Linked DNA regions of Mus musculus: all the other regions are linked to region 1. A link is a contact called in public Micro-C and promoter capture Hi-C data. All regions are on one chromosome and are shown on one strand. The core of a region is the stretch at or near the end of the contact, and the rest is flanking DNA. Distances in the headings are between cores, read along the strand shown. Region 1 holds the start of Gli1 (GLI-Kruppel family member GLI1). Region 2 has its middle 6.3 kb from the start of Gm30456. Region 3 holds the start of A730063M14Rik (RIKEN cDNA A730063M14 gene).

Evidence for each region. Promoter capture Hi-C pulls out the DNA fragments that hold promoters and counts their contacts. Hi-C and Micro-C count contacts between places; a contact is called where the count stands out from the background.
Region 2: a Micro-C map of embryonic stem cells shows a contact between it and region 1, with 1.8 times the contacts expected there. The contact joins the enhancer-like site here to the promoter of Gli1 in region 1. A contact is called at or near these places in 2 of 39 promoter capture datasets (pre-B cells and stem cell-derived epiblast-like cells), 1 of 15 datasets of contacts at CTCF or cohesin (embryonic stem cells), 18 of 484 Hi-C or Micro-C datasets (the Ba/F3 cell line, the G1E-ER4 cell line, the N1E-115 cell line and 3 more), 2 of 115 datasets of contacts at active chromatin or transcription factors (embryonic stem cells and memory CD8 T cells) and 1 of 9 other capture datasets (embryonic stem cells).
Region 3: a promoter capture Hi-C map of embryonic stem cells shows a contact between it and region 1, with 2.0 times the contacts expected there. The contact joins the promoter of A730063M14Rik here to the promoter of Gli1 in region 1. A contact is called at or near these places in 11 of 39 promoter capture datasets (the C10 cell line, the HPC-7 cell line, cranial neural crest and 6 more), 4 of 15 datasets of contacts at CTCF or cohesin (CD8 T cells, embryonic stem cells and pro-B cells), 27 of 484 Hi-C or Micro-C datasets (B cells, CD8 T cells, CD8 central memory T cells and 8 more), 17 of 115 datasets of contacts at active chromatin or transcription factors (the 230-238 cell line, CD8 T cells, the SCID.adh cell line and 5 more) and 4 of 9 other capture datasets (adipose tissue, embryonic stem cells, liver and 1 more).

Annotation. Positions count from the first base shown.
Region 1 is chr10:127,339,849-127,343,143 of GRCm38.p6, reverse strand. It overlaps Gli1 (GLI-Kruppel family member GLI1), which reads left to right and starts at 1,565. Exons shown (of 13, transcript NM_010296.2): 1 at 1,565-1,585; 2 at 1,826-1,939.
Region 2 is chr10:126,927,250-126,930,544 of GRCm38.p6, reverse strand. No RefSeq gene overlaps it. Among named protein-coding and RNA genes, the nearest start is that of Gm30456, 6.3 kb to the left of the region's middle. Within about 2 kb of position 1,759, at least 236 of the 459 cell types and tissues checked have an H3K27ac peak or open chromatin away from gene starts, as enhancers often do. A contact at or near this core is called in the N1E-115 cell line and embryonic stem cells, where this site is marked.
Region 3 is chr10:127,068,837-127,072,131 of GRCm38.p6, reverse strand. It overlaps A730063M14Rik (RIKEN cDNA A730063M14 gene), which reads right to left and starts at 1,651. Exons shown (of 2, transcript NR_040660.1): 1 at 1,508-1,651; 2 at 1,031-1,215. It overlaps Tspan31 (tetraspanin 31), which reads left to right and starts at 1,871. Exons shown (of 6, transcript NM_025982.4): 1 at 1,871-2,017; 2 at 2,619-2,786; 3 at 3,144-3,224. The coding sequence starts at 1,955.

The DNA of each region.
Region 1 (3,295 bases), core at 316-2,815:
TCAGTTATATGGAGTGTTGTCCCTTATCTGTTTCTACTGTGACTCCTTGCACTTGTTAGGTCTCATATGTGTCCCTGTCTTCATCTTAATTTTTTTTTTTTTTTTTTTTGGAGACAGGGTTTCTCTGTGTAGCCCTGGCTGTCCTGGAACTCACTCTGTAGACCAGGCTGGCCTCGAACTCAGAAATCCGCCTGCCTCTGCCTCCCGAGTGCTGGGATTAAAGGTGTATGCCACCACTGCTTGGCCCATCTTAATTTAAAAACAAAAAACAAACAAACAAAAAACACTTACTTTGCAGAGCCAAGAAGGTGGTTTAAAAACAGCGCTATGGCCTGAGAGATCTGTTTAAGGGAAGACTCTCTCTCCCCACCCCGCCATGCTTTTGAGTCTTTCTCAGGTGGGAAACTGAAATAGAGGCCCTCTCTCTGTGTCCAGTCACCATGGTAACACAGATTCAAAGAGACAGGGTACTCCCCTATCACGAACTACCCAAGGGGCTCGCAATCTTCCCTGGCGTGCCCTTCTGTTTCTTTGAGCTCACGCAGCTCCCTGGGCATCCGATTGGGCTTTGGGGACAGGAACCTGTCAAATTTCCTTAAGTTCGCCAGTGCAATCATTTCCACTCCGAGGGGTGCCATGTGCTAGGACGACCAGCAGAGGGCGCGAAAAGCCTTAAAGAGAGAGGTGTGGAGGTGGCAACTGCGTCCAGAATTTGGAGATGGAGAACGGAGTTTCTCCAGAGAGGTACTCTACACAGAGCACCACTGTCCTCAGTGATCTGTGAATGCACATTCTGCACTTAGAACTCTAGCCCGTGTTCTTCCTTCATGTTCCATAGGTCGCACCCCCTCCCCTCCTCTACATCAGTCAACCCAACTTCTTTCTCCCAAACCCCAACTCTCCAAATGCTCCACGTTCCATCCAAAGAGTGAGGCTGGCCTACAGACCACGACATGGGGAAAGCTCAGTTACGACCAATGAAGCCGAAGACCGAGGCTTCTGGTTTAACTTTCTGGGTGAGCTTTCCCCCCTCCCTCTCCCGCCGCGCAATATTTTCCTCAATGTTTTCCTGGCTCTGGTTCAGAGCCTCTTCGTGGACAGCCGATCCAGGGATCCGCGCCGGGATTTACTGTCCACCAAGAGCAGCGTGTTCGGGCGGGGGGGGGGGTAGTAGGCAGTATAGGGTCCCTCAAGGGAGGGGGAGGATCCTGGGGGTCCTGGGGGTGCCATAAGCCCGGCACCCCCTCTCTAGCTTCTATCCACCCAGCTCATCTTCTAGAACGGTCCGAAGGAAGGATATACGAGGGAAGTGAGCGGGAAGAGCCGTAGCGTGCGGGTGGCAACAGCGAGAAAAAGTTTTTGCAAAGGGGAAAAAAAAAGTTTGCGCTTCTCGCGGGTGGTCCCGGCTCGAGGCCCGGCGGGCTGGGCCGGCGGGAGGGCTGGGGGCCAGGTTGGGAGGGTGGGGTGGCACTGAAGCTGCGCTGCAGTGGCCCTGTGACCCCCCTCCCCGCCACACACCTCCCCCCCCCCCCAGCCCAGTTTCCAGCCCTGGACCACGCATCCCGAGCACCGCGCCCCGACGGAGGTGAGAGGGGGGCAGGCGGGAGACCACCTGGGAGCGATGGGGGAGGGGCTGAGGAGATGCTCTGACGCCTAGGGACTCACCCTATCCCAGAAGGAGACCTGGGGCTCAGAGGCAATATGGGGTTGGGAGAGTTTGGGGAGAGCAATTAGGAAGTTTGGGTGTTTTCTTGTTTTGCTTTAATTTGTGCCTTCTTTTCTCTGCATCCCCTTCTTTTTTTCTGACAATCTGTGTCTGTCCCAGGTCTCTTTGTCCGCGCCTCTCCCACATACTAGAAATCTCTCCCTTTCTTGAGGTTGGGATGAAGAAGCAGTTGGGACGGCCAGCTGGAGGTCTGCGTGGTAGAGGGAACTCCAGGTGCGTCTCTGAGCGCCGTTGGAAGACGTCAGTGTTTCTAAGACGGGACCCACCGCAAAAGAAGGGAGCGCTCAGTGGGGTGGGAGTAGCGGTGTGCCAGGCAACAGAACCCCTGAGGGCCGGGCTGGGATTGGACTCCTGACCTGTGGCTGTGACAGATGTGCACATGGGGTTTAGGGGCAAAGGAGTGGGTTTGGACTCGGGAGGAGGCTGGGTGGGTTTCCTAACATGCGGTGTAGGCCGTAGAAAATCCCTAGGAATTCTGGACTTCTGAGTTCCCAAAGACTGTGGGCAGGGCCCCCGAGGAAGAGGAAGAGCTGGGGAGACCTTGTTTTGACCCTCTGACCTCAGGACCACCGGGGCAGCTGAAGCCAGGCGCCGGGAGACCCCTACTGGGGCAGAGCGGGACCACTGGCTACTGCCAGCTTGTGTATCCCTGTTGGCCCCCCGCCCAAGCGGGATCTGGGGACCGAGGCCCCTCCTCTGGCTCAGACCACCCTGCCTGCCCTTGCTCCCCGCTCTGAATCCTCTTTCAGGCCCCATGACCCTGAAACAATCAACCCAGGACAGTTAGCTTTGGGAACAGCATCAAGGAAAGGAAACTCCGTAGAGGCCGAGGGTTTGGGGCATCCGGAGAACCAGGGACTTTATGGTATAGGTCTTTCCTTCCAGTACGGGGAGAAAAGATGGGCAGTTTTCTTCTGGGAAGAAAGTTCGTGAACGCGGGTGATTTACCCTAGGGGGGCGGGGTTCAGAAGGACCCCCCTCCATTATCTCTCTGGGCATCCCCGCCGGACAGACGTCTCCGACTCACTCTTGACGTCACTAGGGGGTTCCCGGGGGTCTATAGGGGTTAACCCTTAGGAAGCCGGCGGAGATACCCAGGAATCCAAGGTGTCCTCTCCGCGCACACCTTATTTACACAGGCACTTCTTTCTCTTAGTTTCTGGTTTCTTTTTTCCCACTCCACTATAGGGACCCCACTTTCCAATAGTGCCTCCCCCCCCCCCCCGGGCGCTACTGCCTGCTTTCAGGATGCGCTGAGAGAGGGAAGAATGTTCCACCCTTCACCCCCCCCCTCGCTTTTCTGGGCTCCCCAGGCGGGCGGGGAAGCTGAGCCGTCTGCAGCCAGAGCCTGCGGCGGCGACTTGGGTGGGCCGAGAAGGCACGGGGGCGGGGAAGGCGGGACCGGGAAAAGGGGGTGGGGCCGACTCCAGGGAGTTGGGGAGAAGGGGTACGTACGTAGAGGACTCTAGAAAATAGACTGCGAAGATGATTCGGGTCTTTGGTAGGCTAATTCTCATGCTCCCATCCAGCCCAGAAAACCTTTACTGAAACTGGAAAAGTTAGTAGTAT
Region 2 (3,295 bases), core at 510-3,009, 410 kb after region 1:
CTCAGATCAGGCCCTTAATTTGTTTGTTCCTTTAAAATCTTGGCTCGCTGCAGGCTCACAGTCTTCCTCTGAGCACTGTCAGGCTGTGCCTGTGAAGGGCGGAGGGGAGCTTGAAATAGGAGAGATATTTGAATATGGGAAATATTTGAATAGCCCCAAGAATAAGGCAGAGACTGACTGATACGTATAGGAGGGCTCACGGGAGCAGTGGTCAGAATTGTACTTAATGGTGGATGGTGGAGCACCTGCAGTCAGCAAATCTTACAGCAACAGAAGAGACCGGTGGGTGATCCAGGAGGAATCTGTGCAGGGCTAAGGGGGTTCAGCACCCCAGAGATCAGAGGGCAGTTGAGCTGTATGTAAGCTGGGCAAATCCTTGGCTCAGGAAGCTTTGAGAGGAGCAGTCCTGGATGCTGGAAGGCTACACCAGAGAATAGAGAGAGAGGAAGAAGAAGAGGAGGGAGGGAGGGAGAGACAGAGGGTGGGGTGGGGGTGGGGAGAGAACACAAGGTGGGGGGGGGGAGATCCAAGTGGGCCCCAAACTCTCACTTGCTGGCTTTATCATTTGGGGAGGGAATCAGGAGGCTGCCATCTCTGATCTCACTTTCTGGAGAGATCTTTAGGGTACCTCTTATAACCACTGCCCAAACCCTAGGGAGTTAGAGCCTTCTGATAGGATTGGCTCTTGGCAGAAACCATAAGGCACACAGAGCAGGAATGGGGGCAACACCTGCTGGGGGTGGTGGGGTGGGCTGGGAGGGCCTGGGTGGGCTGGCTGCCCAGGGGAGGACAGAAACGTCTTTCTTTGCCTCTTTCTGTGAGGCAGCATCCAGGCTCAGGGAGGGGCTGCCCTTTCATTGGACCCCCACCGTCCAGCTCTGTGCCAAGCACACACACTGGATGAATGGCGTTAGTATTTGAAGGCAAAGTGTGCACATCTAGAACCTTCTGGAATACTGTTACTTACTGTGGTTTTTCTTTGGGTTTTATAGAACAACCCCAAACATTTGCTCACCAGGATGAGTCTGCTTCCCGTGGCAGTCAGGACACCGGGTGCCTTATGAACTCAGCCTAAAGACCCTGCGTGGGGTACAGCAGAGGTGGGAGCGTGGTACAGAAAATTTGCTCAGTTGGCCTCTGGCTGCAGAGGGCAGGCTCCGGCTGACCTAGGCTGGAGTCTGAGGTCATGATCTGTATGTCACCAAGTTGTTCATTAGCATCGCGTTTATTCTGCAGGAGAAGCCACCGATCCTAAAAGTCGTCTATCCCCTGCCAGGGGGAAGTTAAATAGAATAGAGAGGCTGTGGTGCATGTCTGGCCTTGGTTACTTTTCAAAGACCATGGCATCCTTTCTGGGGTCCTTTGGGAGCCGGTCTTTGTGGTTTATGTACTGAGAGATGCCCGTCTTTCCCTCCCTCTCTCTTCTCCCGAGAAAGCCCTCCACTTCTCTTCGGCTTGGTTTTGGATGTGTGTCCTCTCTCCTACTTGCGATTGTGGCCTTGCCCGCCCCTTTCCACGAAGGAGTGACGCCCTTCCTTGTTCTTGGAGCAGTCAGACTGAACTTGCGCGTGGGTGTGGGCTCCACACAGAGACACTGCCTCTCTTTAAGATTTCTCAGGACATCTTTCTTCTTCAGTTTTGTCTGAAAGGGCCACACCAGGGGATTGTTTTGTTTTCTCCCCGAAAGCTGGTGGCCTGGTGGCCCGTTCCCTACCAATCTCAGCTGTGGGAATGGCTTTCATCATGCCCTTTCCCAACCATTTCCCAAAATGCTCTCTCTTCCCCGCCCCCTGCTGGGTGTTTTGGGACACAGAAACCAGTGTGTGGGGCCCGGGTTTTCCTTTTTCTGGGAGAAGTTGCGAACAGCTTCGGTGTCTCAAGCCACACTTTGGCTTGATGGGGGCAGGCCGAGTTGGCTTGGGGACCGAGGTTGTTCTGTGCGACCTCAGTGTCGGGTCGCAGAAGGAGCGGCAGCGCCAGGGGTCTGCGCTCCCTGAGGCTATCTGGGGACCAAACTCCACGGCGCGAGGGGCTGCCGCCGCCCAGGTCCAGCGTCGGAAACAGGGCAGAGCCACCCAGAGGTCCCGGGGCAGCTTTATGCCCAGCGCCCCGCCCGCACCCCACGCCCCTGCAGCCCAGCTCCGGCCGCGCCCCAGCCCTTTGGGACGGGCTCAAAGGCGACGGGCGGGGGCCGGGGAGGAGGCAGCGTTCCTGCAAATCACATGATTTTCCCGCTTATATAAATCACAGCTTGTTTTTCTCAACCGGCTGCAGACTTAAAGGTGCAGTGTCTTCTTTCTCTCCCAAGGGCAGGGGCTCTCCTGGGTGCCTTTGACCAGGGGCAAGCTGGGCAGGAGTGGCCTCAGCTAGGGACTTGTCACACAGTTCAGGGTTTACCCTTGGTCCGTACTTGGGATAGTTCCTTGGGCTGGGGACCAGAGAGAGGCAAGGAAAACGTATCACCAAGTCAGAAACCCTCGCGGGACTGGGGTCTCCTTTCAGAGGTGGGCCAGCAGCCTCTGTGGACAGCAGTGTCTCAGAGCAACCGGCTGAAGCCCCGGGTGCCTGCTTTGGATCCTGAGGGCCTAGGAGAGAACTGGCCTGTGGGAGAATTCTGTTAGCCAGAGTTCTAAAACAGGTGCTTACTATTCTCATCAGCTCTGGCTGTTTGAGGACACTGTATGTGGGAAGAAAAATCAACCATTGCATACATCTAGCATCTATTGTCTACCTCCTAGGCACTGTGGAGAGGGAGAAACAGCCGTTAGACAGCCTTGTGATGAAGCAGGAGTTGGATCAAGCTGCACAGGCAGTTTTAAAGCCCCGTTCCAGGCTAAACAGAAGAGAGTCACAGGCAGTGCGTAATTACCTGGGGATGAATAGTTTGGATAATGAGTCCTGCAGGCTTTGGGAGGAGGGCTCCTCTGGGGGCCTTGGCTGCAGGTGGACTTGAACTGGAGGCAGGGTGGGGGGTCAGCCTGCTAGGTGTCTCAGTGGGAGGGAGGACGGAGTGTGGTGCTGGTGGGGGAGGGATGAACAGAGTGGGCGATCATTTTGGAAAACTGAGGTGGTGAAAATTGAGGCTGGAACTCTGCAGGGTGGCCAGTCACTTGAAAGCACCGTGAGTGTGGGCGGAGAATGAACTATGATTCCCTGTGAAGGCAGAGGGAGCAACCCTCTCCCTACACCCCCCCACCCAGCCAAATGAGAATGCAGGTCAACAGTATTTTTGAGGACCAGCAATCCGCAGCAGTGAGTAGGACAAAGGGAGGCCTCTGGGGAGGCGGTTTGGAGG
Region 3 (3,295 bases), core at 402-2,901, 270 kb after region 1:
GGTGCTGGAAACTGAAGCCAAGTGCTCTTAATCTTGGAGCTGACTCAAGAGTATCTTCTTGAGGGTGATTTAGGAAGGATAACTTTGAACTTTTTTTTTTTAATTTGGAGATAAAGGGGTTATGCTTGGATTTACTGGACTCCACAAAAATGGACTAAACAGGGGCTGGAGAGATGGCTCAGCAGTTAAGAGCACTGACTGCTCTTCCGAAGGTCCTGAGTTCAAATCCCAGCAACCACATGGTGGCTCACAACCACCCGTAATGAGATCTGACACTCTCTTCTGGTGTGTCTGAAGACAGCTACAGTGTACTTAATTATAATAATAAATAAATCTTTAAAAATGGACTAAACAGTAATAACTGAGCGTTGCTAGCTACTGGGTACTGATTCAAGCATCTTATATATCCTAACTCATTTAGTCCACATGACCATCTTGAATTTGTTAAAGAAGTATTGCTAGGTGTGTTGCATGGCCGTCTTTCCCTCTTTGACAGATGAAGAAGATATAGGGGATTTAAGTACCTGGCCGGTGCAGATGGTGAGCCAGAAAGTTCAAACCCATGCAGTTTGACTGCAGCACGGATAGACTGTTGGCAGTCACAGGGTGTGAGCACACGTGGGCTCGAATCACTGTGTGGAGCTGATGGGAGCATTCTCTGGCTTCATTCCTACCACAGCTGCTTCTTTGCCCAGGAGGAAGAGAAAGGTAGTGTCGTTTGTCACTCCACTAAAAGGGCACTGTATCCAAACGCTTATGCAATAACGTTATCGACCAGCCACCCACTGGAGTGAAAGTATTGAGCCTCCGGGCTGGAGAGATGATGGCTCAGTGATTAGGAGCACTGGCTGTTCTTCCAGAGGACCTGGGTTCAATTCCCAGCAACCACATGGCAGCTTACAACTGTTTGCAACTACATTTCCTGGGGTACACTACATTTCCTGGGATACGACATCCTCACACAGACATACATGCAGGCAAACCCGCCAATGCACATAAAATAAAAATAAAAATTTAAAAAGAGACAGTATGGAGGCTCTTATTTATTCATATTCCAGACTCGCCCCCACTTTGCGTCATGTGCCAAGCCTGATCCAGCACGTTTGTGTTCTAAAGATGTAGAGCACACCAGCGTCTGTGCCTGTGGTTTTGTCACGAACAGGAATGCGCCGGCCTCAAGTCACTGTTTCCACCTGAATTTCTGGCGTGTCCACACTGCAGGGAAAGGGATGCAGAACGGAACGTGAGTACTAGCAAACACAGTTAACAAATGCGTGAGGATTTGCCCGCTAATGCTACGCCCGACTTGGATCCTCTCTAGCTGGGCTTCATAGTGCATTTGGCTCCTCGTGCTGTTCCAGAGTATGACTGTTCCAGAGTATAACAGTGAAACGATGGCACCAACGTGAGATCATCGGGAAACACGGGAAATCGGCGGAAAAGGGTTACCTTTAGAGGTGCAGAGCCCCTTCCTCTCACCTCTACGAAACCCCTTTTTTCTGTTCACCTGAGTCTCCTGAGTATCTCCTCGGGTTCCTAGTCTCGAAATTCCGTACTCAGGAATCCAAGATTTTTTTTTTTTTTTTTTAGTTAGCTTCTGGTCTCTAAGACACTGTCTAGAAACCCTGGCCTCGGTTTCTTTCTTTCTTTCGCCTTCCTCTTCTTCTTCTTCTTTTTTTTTTTTTTTTAAGTTTCCTCCAATGAAGAAACTAAGGGCAAGACTGGGAGGCAGGCTGGTGACGTAATGCAGATTGATTGGCATTGAAGTCCTGGATGTCTTGGATTAGCCACGAGTTTCACCAATCCAGAAGCAGGGGTGGGACGGTGCAGGCGCAGAGAATTGGTTTGGGTGGCTTGGATTTAAAGCGATAGACGCGGTTGGGAGTCCTACAAGACGGTCCTCGATACCCTCCCCACAAGTCTTGGGACCATTTGGGTCCCCAGATCTGGGGAGATGGTTTGCGGCGGATTTGCCTGTTCCAGGAATGCGCTGTGCGCTCTCAACGTGGTTTATATGGTGAGGTTTTGGAAATGGATAAATCTCCGGGGCGGAAAGAATGGGGGAGTTTCTAGGGGACTTCCGGCGTGGAGAGGGGTGTACTGGGGGTTCTGGGAAGCTTCCCAGAAACTTCCGGCGAAGAGGGAATTCCTGGGTACTTCCGTGGAAGAGGATAGATAGACTTCCGGTGATGAGGGGGCTTGTTTGGTGGTGGGCAGGGGTGGATTGGAGACTGAGGGCCTATAGTTCCAGTCTTCACTTTCTGCTCCAGTTTCTTCCCAAACTAGAGTTACTAGACAACGCCAAGGCTTCCATTTGTGTGTTAGGTACCTACTTACCCTGCCCTACTCTCTCTCAGTCATTCCCAGTTGCTTGGGAAGTGCGCTTAGAGATGAACAGTACTGACTGCACACCTCAAGCGCTTAGCTTGTCAAGTCCACGTCCCCTTGTAATATAGCCTTGGGCTGTGCTGCATTGCTAGAAATCTTTGGCGATGACCGGGTCTCACTGTATAGCGAGCTAGCTAGCACAGACTAACCTGGAACTTCGCTGTGCTGCGGTTGCAGGTATGAGCCACCACATCAGGCTGAATAAAGTGTATTCTTTCTATTTCTTGCAGCTTGTGGGCTTTTTGCTCATTGGCGTGGCTGCCTGGGGCAAGGGCCTCGGTGTGGTGTCTAGCATTCACATCATTGGAGGAGTCATTGCTGTGGGAGTCTTCCTTCTCCTCATCGCGGTGGCAGGACTGGTGGGCGCCGCGAACCACCATCAAGTGCTGCTCTTCTTTGTATCCTGGCCTTAGTGATTGGGGCCTGAGCGGGCTTTTCCTGGGAAGGGGACCAGGGGACCTCAAACACGTCTCTTTGTTCTTACTCTGTAACCCACACAAGTTGACGGTTTTCCCCCAACTTGATAAAAAGTGCAGTTTGTGAACAGAGAAGGGCCTTGAACTCTGCCCCCTTGCCTGCCACATCGCAGTTAGAATTACAGTGGTGAGATTTTAAAGACAGAAACTGGGCCTATGCTATGTAGTCCTAGCTTGGAGCTCACACTAGGCTGGCTACCACACAGCTTTGTCTGTCTGTCTCCCTGAATGAGGTATTTTAAATGGAAAACAGGTCTTTTTGCCCTAACTTCTTCTCAGTATATGATCATCCTAGGTTTGGTCTTCATCTTCCAGTTTGGAATCTCTTGCTCATGTCTGGCTATTAACAGAAACACACAGGTAAGGGTAAGCCCTTTCATGTACTTGCTTGCTTTCTCCACTTTTATCTGACCCCTTCATCTCATCCTTGC